Linked DNA regions of Mus musculus: regions 2, 3 and 4 are each linked to region 1. A link is a contact called in public HiChIP or PLAC-seq and capture Hi-C data. All regions are on one chromosome and are shown on one strand. The core of a region is the stretch at or near the end of the contact, and the rest is flanking DNA. Distances in the headings are between cores, read along the strand shown. Region 1 holds the start of Rab40b (Rab40B, member RAS oncogene family). Region 2 holds the start of Ptchd3 (patched domain containing 3). Region 3 holds the start of Metrnl (meteorin, glial cell differentiation regulator-like). Region 4 holds the start of B3gntl1 (UDP-GlcNAc:betaGal beta-1,3-N-acetylglucosaminyltransferase-like 1).

Region 1 (2,563 bases), core at 29-2,528:
ATAATTACAGCTCAGGTATTCTTGGTTAGCAACAGTGTAATCTTGAGTCAAAGATAGTATTCTGAGTCAAAAATGGCTCAGCGAGACCATCCATTCTAGCTGGGTAGTGGTGGCCGATGTCTTTAATACCACACTCAGGAGGCAGAGGCAGGCAGATCTCAAGACCAGCCTGATCTACAAAGCCAGTTTCAGGACAGAAAGGGCTACTCAGGGAAACCCTGTCTCGAAAAACCCTATCTCAATTACCTATTCTAGACTGGCAGCCATATCTTGTAATTAGAGCTTATTATAGTCAACTCTTTGAAAGGATAGTGTTCCTGCAGGGAGGCAGCGGTCACCTTGCTCCAAGACCAGCCTGTTCTGAGCCAAACCGGCCTTGTCCTGAATCACAGCACAGCTGTGGCGCTTAGAACAATGTTCACAAATGCTTTCGTAATTTTCATCCACTGCTTTTTCTTTTCCATCCGGAAATGTATCCTTCTTAACAGAGAGGAGGCACGATTGCAAGAGGTGCTTCCACTTCAGGTTGTATAAAGATGTAGGTAGCGGGGATGCTAAACTATGATTACTCTAAATAACTTAGTTCCCACTGGTGAGGTGCTCCTGAACAGAGAGCAGATTCACTGCTCCCTTGGGGTAAAAGAGATCAGAGACAGACAGGTCCCCGTCATGTGCTCTCTGACAACAACCTCACAGGCACACGATGCACACACACACACACACACTCACACTGACATGCATGGACAGAAACCCGTGGAGACCTCGAGGCACCCACTAGCAGACACCTTTAGAGGTGCACTTGTCCATGTGTCCACTTGGTGCTGAAACTCACAACTACCTGTAACTTTAGTTACATCTGATGCCTACATGAACACATGAACATGCTAAGCTCTCACGCTAGCATTCAAAGCTCTGTGGAGCTGTGGGACAAATTCTCGTTTCCAGGCAGGGATTCAACACTTCCCACACCAATCTGGAGCCAACTCCTGTTACGCACTGATACAGGGGAGGGAGTAAACACTGACCACGCCCCTCCTCTCTATGCCATTCTTCCATTGGTTTGCAGGAGCAAACCTCTCCCCCCCCCTTCGGTTTCTTCTGGCTCGGCCTTCGGACCTCCATTGGCTTAGGCAACAAGTCCTCCCAGGAGAGGCGGTGGGCGTGGTGCGGAGGCGTAAAGAAATAGATGGGCGAGCTTGCTAACCAATGAGCATGTGTATATACCTCAGCAACTGAGGCTCGCCAATGGCAAGGTAAGGTGGGCGGGGCTCTTCAGCTGTCAAGCTCCCCCGACCGGTGGAGCGTTCGAGGGGCCCGCGGCGCTCGGGGACCCTCCGCCGCCTGCGCGCAGCCTTGGGCCGGTATGGGCGGGGTGGCTGGGCCGGCATGATGAGCTCCCTGGGCAGCCCGGTGCGGGCCTACGATTTTCTACTTAAGTTCCTGTTGGTGGGCGACAGCGACGTGGGCAAGGGAGAGATCCTGGCCAGCTTGCAGGACGGAGCAGCCGAGTCTCCTTACGGCCACCCGGCGGGTGAGCGCGGCTGCAGCACCCGGAGGCGCAGCGCTGGGGTGTCGGTGCGAGCGGCCTCTCCAGCGTGGGTCCCGGGAGCGGCTGGGCAGGGCTAGGAACCGCATGCTGGGGAAGACTGCGCTCTGTGGACGGAGTCCGCAAAGCAGCTCAGGGTGGTCGTCGAGGGACATCGCAGGTGCTAGCTACGTGTTCGGAGAAGTGTGTGGGATTACAGGAGGCGTGGGCAGAGAGACAGCGGTCCACGGAGCTGAGGTCTGAGACCACAGTCTCTGAGGCTATGACCTTTTGGTGCGTGGAACTGCAAGCAGAGAGTAGCAAGACTAGACTCCAGCCTTTGATTCCAAGCACTAAGCTCTGTGTCCTAGTGGACAGGACTTCCAAGAGGAGGAAGAGGAATCTAAGTGACCCTGTAGAATTGGCTAGGGTGTAGGAAGGAACCCAACTAAGAGACTGGAGTCCAGGAGACTGGACACGGGTGAGACCAGAGCGTCTCAGGCTCCAGGGCAGTGAGCAGTGAGTGTCCTAGAAGCCTGAAGTTTAAGATCTTGCACCCCAGAGGAAGGAGACAGAGTGGCAGAATCCTGAGCAGAACATCCAAGAATAGTCACGTAGTGATCCATCCCTTTGACTGTGGCTGTGCACAGACTTCAGTGAATGCCTATTGTGTTGTTGTGGGGGTTTCAACACACCTTTCTAATACAGACCCTGCCCTGAGGCCTGCCACCCTCTGTTCTTTGGGCTTGCAGACTGCTTCCTGCATCTCCAGCCCCCTGGCAATGCCACAAGGCAAGGCCCTAAAACTGTGTGGTCCAATGCCATTTAACTACCAGGTTGGACCGCACAGATTTAGACCTTTCCTTTAGGACAAAGCTCTGTTGGACAGCATTACTGCGAGAACAAGGGCGTGACTGAAGACAGGGCTGTCTTCAGGTCCTGGTGCTCAATGAAACACCCAGGCTTCAGCAGAGGCAAAAGAGTAAAACGTTTAACAAGCCCCCAAAGGGGACGTGAGTCCCACAGTAAATGACTGAT
Region 2 (2,563 bases), core at 31-2,530, 440 kb before region 1:
AATTAGAAAACCAAACCCTACAGCAAATGTGAAAATCAGTTTCTATACGAAATGGAATTACAGACACAGGATTTGTGTAGAGACCAGAAAGATGCCAACACATTTATGATCTCTGGCGCCATCTGTGTTCCAATAGGTTTTCACTCTAAGCACAGTACAGCATTCCCAGCTTAAATGCAAAGGTCACTTTGTCTCTGCCCTTAGTGGCCCCCCTTGCAAACCCTAACCTCCAGAATACCTCTATCTCTTCCAGGGTCAGACTGCTCTTCATGTCATTAAAATGGTCAAGAAAGTGAGTCAGCCATGCCTGGCTACGTTCACTGTCTTCGGGGTCCTCCGTCTTGAGGTAGTACAGTAGTCTCATTGCTCGGGACTCCACGAGTCGTTGACTTTTTCCAGTCATTTGACCCAAAACATTTCCCCCAAAGAAGCCCGCTAAGTAGATGAGCTGGGTGGGCGTGTTGTGGATAGGGAAGGTGAGGTCCGACAGGTTCAACGACGAGTTATGCTGCCAGGAAAACAGCAGAGGGTTGGGCGGCACGCACAGCGTCTTGTACTTGGCACACACCTCTTGGTATAGAATCTGCGTTCCATTTTCCTGGACAACTTTCAGCGCCTGCACCGCCTGGTCCAGCTTGCTCACCTCTTTGAATATTTCTGGCTCCAGCAGTGAGTTGGCGAGGGACACCACCAAGATGGATGCAAAGTTGGTCTCGGAGCTGGTCCTGGAGGCAGAGAAGCGGTAAGTGTCATTGGTACTGAAATGACCCTGCACAAAACGCCGCTCTGCCTTGGCTGGGCTGCCAATCGGTGTGTACTGCTCCTCCAGGTTCTCCTTTTCCTTGGGTAGGAAAATGAGACCGGTGCCCAGGGAGGCCGTCAGCAGTGCAGGCCCGAGCAAAAACAGCCAGGGGTTCGCGCCCACTGTGGCGCCAAAGCGTTGGAAGCCCCGCGACAGCGGTGCTTCCAAGCAGTTGGTGTGGCAGCGACGCGGCGGAGGTGCCTCCTGACCCAGCGGTGGCAAGCGCTCCAGTGGCGGCCCGGTGGTCCAGCTAGGGCCCGCCTCATCAAGTGGCACGGCTTCCAGTTGGCCTTCCAACGGTGCCTCCCGCTGCTCCTCCGCCTCTCCGAGCTCCACCTTGGACGGTGACTCCCCCTGCTCCTCCTCTCCGGGCGCCACCTTGGAGGAGATCATGTTGCCCACAGCTGTTCAGAGGAGCTGCTGCAGAGCTGTTTTCACCCCAACGGTTCAGGACCCAGGACCGTTGGTTGCTCCTGTGCCCGGATGCGGAGGCGACGGTTGGGAGCACGTGGGCGAGGCGCCCTCCTGGTGCAGATCTGTTCCAGGGTCAGAGTTAGTACCAGATCCGTCCTTGGCACAGAGCATCTCCTCACGCTCCGCCTATGGCGCATTCCCTCTACCCCTGTACTTACCAAAGCTCTCAGTGGGAGCATAAATTTAACCTTTCTACTTTGGCGGCCCAGTGGCTGGGACAACTTCACATTTACTTTGTTGTCATGTGTCCCTACTAGACGGTCAGAACCCCGAGGCTGAGGATTATTATATCTAGTTTTGCTAACAAATTTAAATGCCAAACCAGAGGAACGTAAGTATTTCTTAGAGGAAAAACTGCTTATACTACTTAAACAGTTATCTATCAATCTAAAGTTTACACAGTTCCCAATCTAAATGAAAAGTGCACCAAGACAGATTTGGGGACCATTATGAGTTAGCATCCAAAGAAGGAAGCGTTTAGATGGTTGCTTCCAGTTATTTCCTCGGAAGCCAAGTAAAATGACTGCAACCAGATAGTGTTTATTGGAGACTGGTTAAGACTACTTAACAAAGTTTCCTCTAAATGTGTTGCTTGTGTGTTTGTAGAGTCTACGAAACAGAATGAGTTGCTTTCACCACAGCAGAAGATAAGTTCTTTGGTCATTTGCTGAATTACCATGCCCATCCTGCATGTTTCTTCACCCCAAAGTAGGAAAGGCCTAACAGATTAAAGATGCTGCTCCCTCCATTTTTAAAATAAATTTAATGAGTATTAAGCTATTAGGATTACTTACAGGAGCAGGGGCAACCCACAGACAGCTATATCCCCCAAAAGACCCACCCTCCGTCAACATCGTGCTTCTTAGAGTTAGTACTTGCCTACACGAAGCTGGGAAAGGTTGGAGTATCAGGGAGAGTCAGGGGAGGGTTTTGTGAAATTCCTTCAGAGATCCAGTTAACAACCCAATTACATTCAGAACTAGGTATCTTCTGTATATTTTTGTTGATTTTGTTGCCATAACTGTAGGCTAAGATCTCCTGTGGGTCATCACAGCTGTTCTACCACATGGCAGCAGTGGATGTGTTAAGAGGAGTTACCTATCACTTTTGCTTAAGCTGGGTAGAAGAGTGGTAGATAAGGCTTTGGTTCTGGGCTTGGGGGTCTGAGGAGACCACAAAGAGAAAAGAGAGAGAAGAGGGAGAGAGGAGAAGATACCATGGGGTAGGTGAGTCATGAAAACATGGCTAGGAGGGCTGGACAATTGGAGTTAAGAGTGGCCCAGATGA
Region 3 (2,563 bases), core at 48-2,547, 310 kb before region 1:
CCCAACATCCACCTTTCTCAGAAAACCCTCTTGACCAAAATCACCCACCGCACGCATTGCCCCATGAGCCCCCTTCACTGGAGTCTGTGCTTCAGACGAGATCGTGTACCTCCCCAGGCCTGCGCAAGCGCCCTGCCCCTGGGATGAGCTACATCAGACCCCCACCGCCGTCCCAGCCCACGTTTTCAGGAGACCCGCATCAGCGCAGCGCGCTATGCAAACCGCTGAATTGGCAACTTGCAGCTGTAAAAAACTGGCTCTGCAAAGAGAGGGGGCCGGCCGCTGTGCCTGGCGCGTTCTCAGTGTCCAAAGTAGCTACGACTCCTCAGGCACCCCGCCCGCGCACACTTGTGACTTGTGCTTCTTTCCATACGTCACACTTCAGTTAAAACAACAGCAAAAAGTCCTCCGCTGTCACTGCTGATGGGGACGAGAGAGAAGTGTCACAGGAACCCTGTGCCCTGCTGCCAAGGGCGGCTTGACCTTCACCAAGCGGGCTCAGGGCTCTACCCTACTGCATTTGGCCGCAGACAGGTGTCGACCCCATCTCTTTGCCCCAAAGATACGGTCTGCAGCCGATACGGGTCTCGTTTGGACCCCACGCTCTCCACGCCACAGCTGTCCCTCTAGATGAGCACAATCCCAACCCTTTCCCAAGAATCAGAAATCCCAACCGTTGGGAGGACCAAACATGCAGCCTATGGAGCCCAGGAAACCCACTAGGGCAGTATTACGCGCGCGGAGAGTGGGCGTCTTCCGAGCTGGGACCCAGATGCCACCAACTCTTTTGTTCTGAAACCAGAGCTAGGGCGGGGGTCACCGGACTTGGCCAGCATAGCTGTCCCTACCCCGCAAGCTCTGCCACTCGCTGCCGAGGGCTCCGGTCCAGGTCCAGGGAGTCCACGCTGGAATCACCCGCAAGACTCACCTCCCCTTCCAGCTGCACAGGTCGCTGGAGTACTGAGCGCTCGCGCCGCCCAGCAGCAGTAGTAGCAGCAACAGCAGCGGTGGCGGCGGGGGCGGACCCGGCCCAGGGCCCGGGGACCGAGGCCACTGCTGCCCCGCGCGCCTCCGGGCCGCCCACACCGCACCCCGCATGCTCCGGCCGGGTCTGCGTCCGGTGCGTGCCTGCACCCACAGAATAGGCTCTTGAGGCAGAGCGATGGGAGGCGTGGGTCCGCGTGCGAACTGATCACGTCGCGCGTCTATAGCCCATCCCGGCTCGCCCCTAGCCGCCCACCACAGGAGCCGCCCAAGCTGCAACTAGAGAAGCGCGCCGGCTGCCCCTAGAACCTCTGAGCTGGCAAGTTCCCGGACCGTGGTCTGGCTCAGCTGGGGGGCGGAACCGTGAAGCCACCCCGCCCTCGGCCGAGCTCCGCCCCCGCCTGGCCTTCGGCCCGGGCCAGCAGTTCCGCCCCGTGCGCCAGCTCACAGATCTGTGTCCTGCCAGCTCTAGCCTGGAACGCCCTGGTGTCACGCCGCAGATACTCAGTGGGCAGCATCTCGCCGCACAGGACAAGGGAAAGTGCAGCTCGGAGTGGGACAAACGACTTTGCAAAGAACGGGAACAAGGTCAGGGAGGAGGGCTGGGGCTGGGACGAAGAAGCTGTAGGGATGGGGATGGAAGAGTTTGGGCCTGGGGGAACTGCACTATTATGCACGAAGTGAAGAAATCTGAGCTCCTTCCAGCAGCTAGACACCATCTTTTAGACAGCCTGAGTGGCCTCCAGTGCACAAGGACTATTGTGATGCTCACAACTCAAGAGCGGTGGCTTCTTGGGGTTCCTGGCACCCTCTCTTTCTGTTCCCCAGCTCAAAATTTGCCTTGGGAGGGAGGAGAGAGAGAGAGAGAGAGAGAATATCAGAGAGAGACTGAGACTCTGCCATTAGTAAGCACTGGCAGCTTCTACGAGGTTATTCGAGACTCTGGAACATCCATCCCATAGAAAGGCCTCAGGTGTGCAATCAGTCCCCAGGCCACACTTTCAAGTGTCCTGTGGTCTCTTGTTTAATATTCACTTTGTCATCTTGAAGCTGAGGTTTTAGGCTGGATGCTTCTTTACAGTGAAACCTACCTTGGGCAGTGTGGAGCTTTATCGTCATTTCATCTTGGGACCCATTCTATACTTCAATAGTATCTCCCATCCCGAGTTTGACAGATCCAATTGTCTCCAAATATCCTTCCAACAGAAACAAAAAAATAACCATCTGAGAGCCCAGTCTGGCCATGAAGGGGCGTCGCATGGAGATCATGGTGATCCTAACATCTAGTGGGGGAGCTACACAGGAGCAGGGCAGAAATAGGGAGGTGGAGGGACACATTCTCTGGCCTGGAGCTTGATTTAAAAAACAAACAAACAAACAAACAAAACAGGGAGAAGGTGATGAGGCAATCTTTCTTCACTTCAAAGCCCCAAACAGTATCAAATGATGGACGAAACTGGCCTGGATAGGTCAGGAGGAAACAAGGGATTCCAGAGTACCCTCTATGCATGAGGAAAGGCCTAGAAATGCAGTTTATTTATTAGGTGGCAACCATACTGAGAGTAAGAGGGACAAATTT
Region 4 (2,563 bases), core at 37-2,536, 280 kb before region 1:
TGGGGTTGTGCACCATACCCTATATGTTCGGAGGTCAGAGGATAACTTGTGGGAGTAGGTTCTCTCCTTGATACCACATGGGTCCCAGGGCTCAAAGTCGGGTTCTAAGGCTTGGCAGCAACTGTCTTTATCCGTTGAGCCATCTCTTCCACCCATCTCCTGCTATTTTTAAGTGTGGAAACTCTTGAGGGCTGCTTGGTGCCAAGGCCAGTGGGTGACCTCAGTGTCACCCCTCACAAATGGAGGGTGTGGATGACCAAAATATGCCATCTTAAAATATATTTCTAGTTGTAGGATGACCATTTGGAGAAACTGCAGACACAAGCATTAAGTTAGAAAAGCACTAACGAAACAAAATGTACATGGGTTATCTACATTAAGTAATCAGGTGTTTTATCAATATCTGGGTTCCACGCAGCTCAGAGGTTGTCACCCGTCCTTTGGAAGTAATTTAGTGAAACCTTTTGGTTCTGTGGGATGCCTAACTTTGGGACTCCCACAGTTCATAGAACACTTCCTTCCCCAGTATCCCCCGGGACAATGAATCTCTGTGTAGCATAGGAACTCAACTATCTGGCGTTGACCAAGCGTCATGTGTCCTAATGCAGGCCACACGAGGGCCTTGGGTCCATGAGAACTATCTACCTTTGGCTCACTCCAGACAGACCCAGTCCAGACCCAGAACCTTCCTCCAGGAGGGGGTCCTTCCTCCTTGTCTGGAGCAGTCAGACCAAACAAGATTCTGATGAAATGTCGCCTGCTTTAAGCTTACTGGCATTTTCCTTTTTAAAGTTACATAGGCCCAACCTGCGGTGGGATTTTTAAGTAACCACCTACTTGCACAGGGTGGCGTCCCCCCACAAGTTCCCCCCGTTCTTAAGTTTTTTTATAACGTTAGTTTGGCTGCGGACTTCAGTTTGCGATTATTTCCGTCAGGTGGGGCAGGAGGACTTCCGCAGGCCAAGAAGCCACAGAGGCAAGTGAGAAGGACGAAGGCGCAAAGCCAGGGGCGCCCACGGACTCCGGAAGCCCAACCCTTTGCTCGGCCAGGCCCCGCCCACACACTCAGCTCTGGCCACCCCGGAACCCCTCGCCCGAGCTGCTCCCGCCGAGAACGGCGGCTCGCCCCTCCCGCTCCACCATCCAGAGAACACCGACGGGCCGCCTCCCTGAGCATTCTGCTCGAAGGACCGCCTTCCCTTACTGACTGACGTGTCTCTACACCAATAGAACGTGGCTGTTCCCCTAACAGCCCTCCCATACCCGTAAGTCCCTAGCGAGCCACGTGGCTCTGCACCAATCGGAAGCGGTCCAGTCTGTGCATCGCCTCCTGGAGCTTGCTGTGCATGCGTTGGCCTCCTAGGCAGGACTGCGATTGCAGGAAAAGGGCAGTGGAGCCGCGCGATGGAGGTCTCCGAGAACGCCACAACGCGCGGCTCGCTGGCCCTAGTGGTAGGTATGGCCGGGTGAGACGCGGTCCCGCCCTCTTGTGCCTTCTTCTGTTGCTGTTTCTCCCTCCACGGTAGTCATCTTGTCTCCGGCTCGCAGCCGCTGTACGCTGCCACGGGTTCGGGAACCTCAGCTTGGAGGGTTCCCACCATTCCGTTTCGAGGTAGACATGTGTCCGAGCTCATACCGTACACTAACCTGCACACCTACTAGCGCCCCTCCCGCCATATCCCTGCTCGCCAGCATGCCACACCTATCTTAATACCTAGCAGGTGGGTTAGATGTCTCAGGCCAGGGTGCATTAAGTGTGGTTCACAGGCATTGCGCCAAGTGATTGTATTTTTCATGCCAGTCTTATTGAAATTGGAAACCGGTAAATCAAGGCCTTTGTCAGAAATTTATATCTTTTTTTTTAAAGTTGTGAGGTCTGTAGCTCTGGCTGGCCTGCAGCACATACAGCTGAGGATAACCTTGAAACCCTCCAGCGTCCGAGCCACACTTACTGATAACAAATATGAGTCATAACACCCCTTTTCAGTTAAAATCTTGTAGGTCTTGAGAAAATTAAGAAAGTTCTTTCCTTTACAAAGTAAGTCCAGAGGACTGGGGTGTAACTCTGACATGCATGTGAAACACCCTGGGTTCAATCCCCAATAGCTCAAATAAATAACAAATAAAAAGCCTTTAAGCAACATGTTTTCAGAATAAACACAAACAGGATAGAATGCCACTTTGGGATCATCAGCTCCTCAAAGAGCGCTTCATTTGTAAAGGACGGTGTCTTCAACACTCCTTTATAAGATTCTTATAACCGTGTTCAGATTCAGTAATTTAAAGTACACTATACATAGATGGCCTCTACAGTGATTTATGTAGATATTGCCTATATTATATGTAGACCTTGTCTGTAGAGATTATATAGCCTTTGTGTTATATATAGCTTTGTAACATGTACATATATGTATGTATATGTTCACATCTACCTAGCCTATTGGTTTTCCTGCTCAGAAACATGTCCAGTTTTATTTTTTCACATTAATTCAGGGTGGGGGGGTGAGGCCAACTGTTAATTTCTTGGCTGTTCTTTACTACTTACTATATCATATAAAATTGA

The links. HiChIP or PLAC-seq counts read pairs in DNA pulled down with a chosen protein or histone mark. Capture Hi-C pulls out chosen DNA fragments and counts their contacts.
Region 2: a contact with region 1 is called in an H3K4me3 HiChIP or PLAC-seq map of embryonic stem cells, with 14 read pairs. The contact joins the promoter of Ptchd3 here to the promoter of Rab40b in region 1. A contact is called at or near these places in 5 of 39 promoter capture datasets (cranial neural crest, embryonic stem cells, stem cell-derived epiblast-like cells and 1 more), 1 of 15 datasets of contacts at CTCF or cohesin (large pre-B cells), 2 of 484 Hi-C or Micro-C datasets (both in embryonic stem cells), 7 of 115 datasets of contacts at active chromatin or transcription factors (astrocytes, bone marrow-derived macrophages, embryonic stem cells and 3 more) and 5 of 9 other capture datasets (adipose tissue, embryonic stem cells, liver and 2 more).
Region 3: a contact with region 1 is called in an H3K4me3 HiChIP or PLAC-seq map of embryonic stem cells, with 2.4 times the contacts expected there. The contact joins the promoter of Metrnl here to the promoter of Rab40b in region 1. A contact is called at or near these places in 5 of 39 promoter capture datasets (the C10 cell line, the HPC-7 cell line, cranial neural crest and 2 more), 1 of 484 Hi-C or Micro-C datasets (the G1E-ER4 cell line), 4 of 115 datasets of contacts at active chromatin or transcription factors (astrocytes, embryonic stem cells, pancreatic cancer cells and 1 more) and 2 of 9 other capture datasets (embryonic stem cells and liver).
Region 4: a capture Hi-C map of embryonic stem cells shows a contact between it and region 1, with 3 times the contacts expected there. The contact joins the promoter of B3gntl1 here to the promoter of Rab40b in region 1. A contact is called at or near these places in 2 of 39 promoter capture datasets (cranial neural crest and neural stem cells), 1 of 484 Hi-C or Micro-C datasets (embryonic stem cells) and 2 of 9 other capture datasets (adipose tissue and embryonic stem cells).

Annotation. Positions count from the first base shown.
Region 1 is chr11:121,386,966-121,389,528 of GRCm38.p6, reverse strand. Rab40b (Rab40B, member RAS oncogene family) reads left to right here and starts at 1,278. Exons shown (of 6, transcript NM_139147.3): 1 at 1,278-1,531. The coding sequence starts at 1,387. Mir7236 (microRNA 7236) reads left to right here and starts at 2,325; the gene lies at 2,325-2,384.
Region 2 is chr11:121,828,935-121,831,497 of GRCm38.p6, reverse strand. Ptchd3 (patched domain containing 3) reads right to left here and starts at 1,280. Exons shown (of 4, transcript NM_029049.1): 1 at 239-1,280. The coding sequence starts at 1,195.
Region 3 is chr11:121,701,161-121,703,723 of GRCm38.p6, reverse strand. Metrnl (meteorin, glial cell differentiation regulator-like) reads right to left here and starts at 1,297. Exons shown (of 4, transcript NM_144797.3): 1 at 929-1,297. The coding sequence starts at 1,098.
Region 4 is chr11:121,671,874-121,674,436 of GRCm38.p6, reverse strand. B3gntl1 (UDP-GlcNAc:betaGal beta-1,3-N-acetylglucosaminyltransferase-like 1) reads left to right here and starts at 1,286. Exons shown (of 13, transcript NM_178664.5): 1 at 1,286-1,452. The coding sequence starts at 1,405.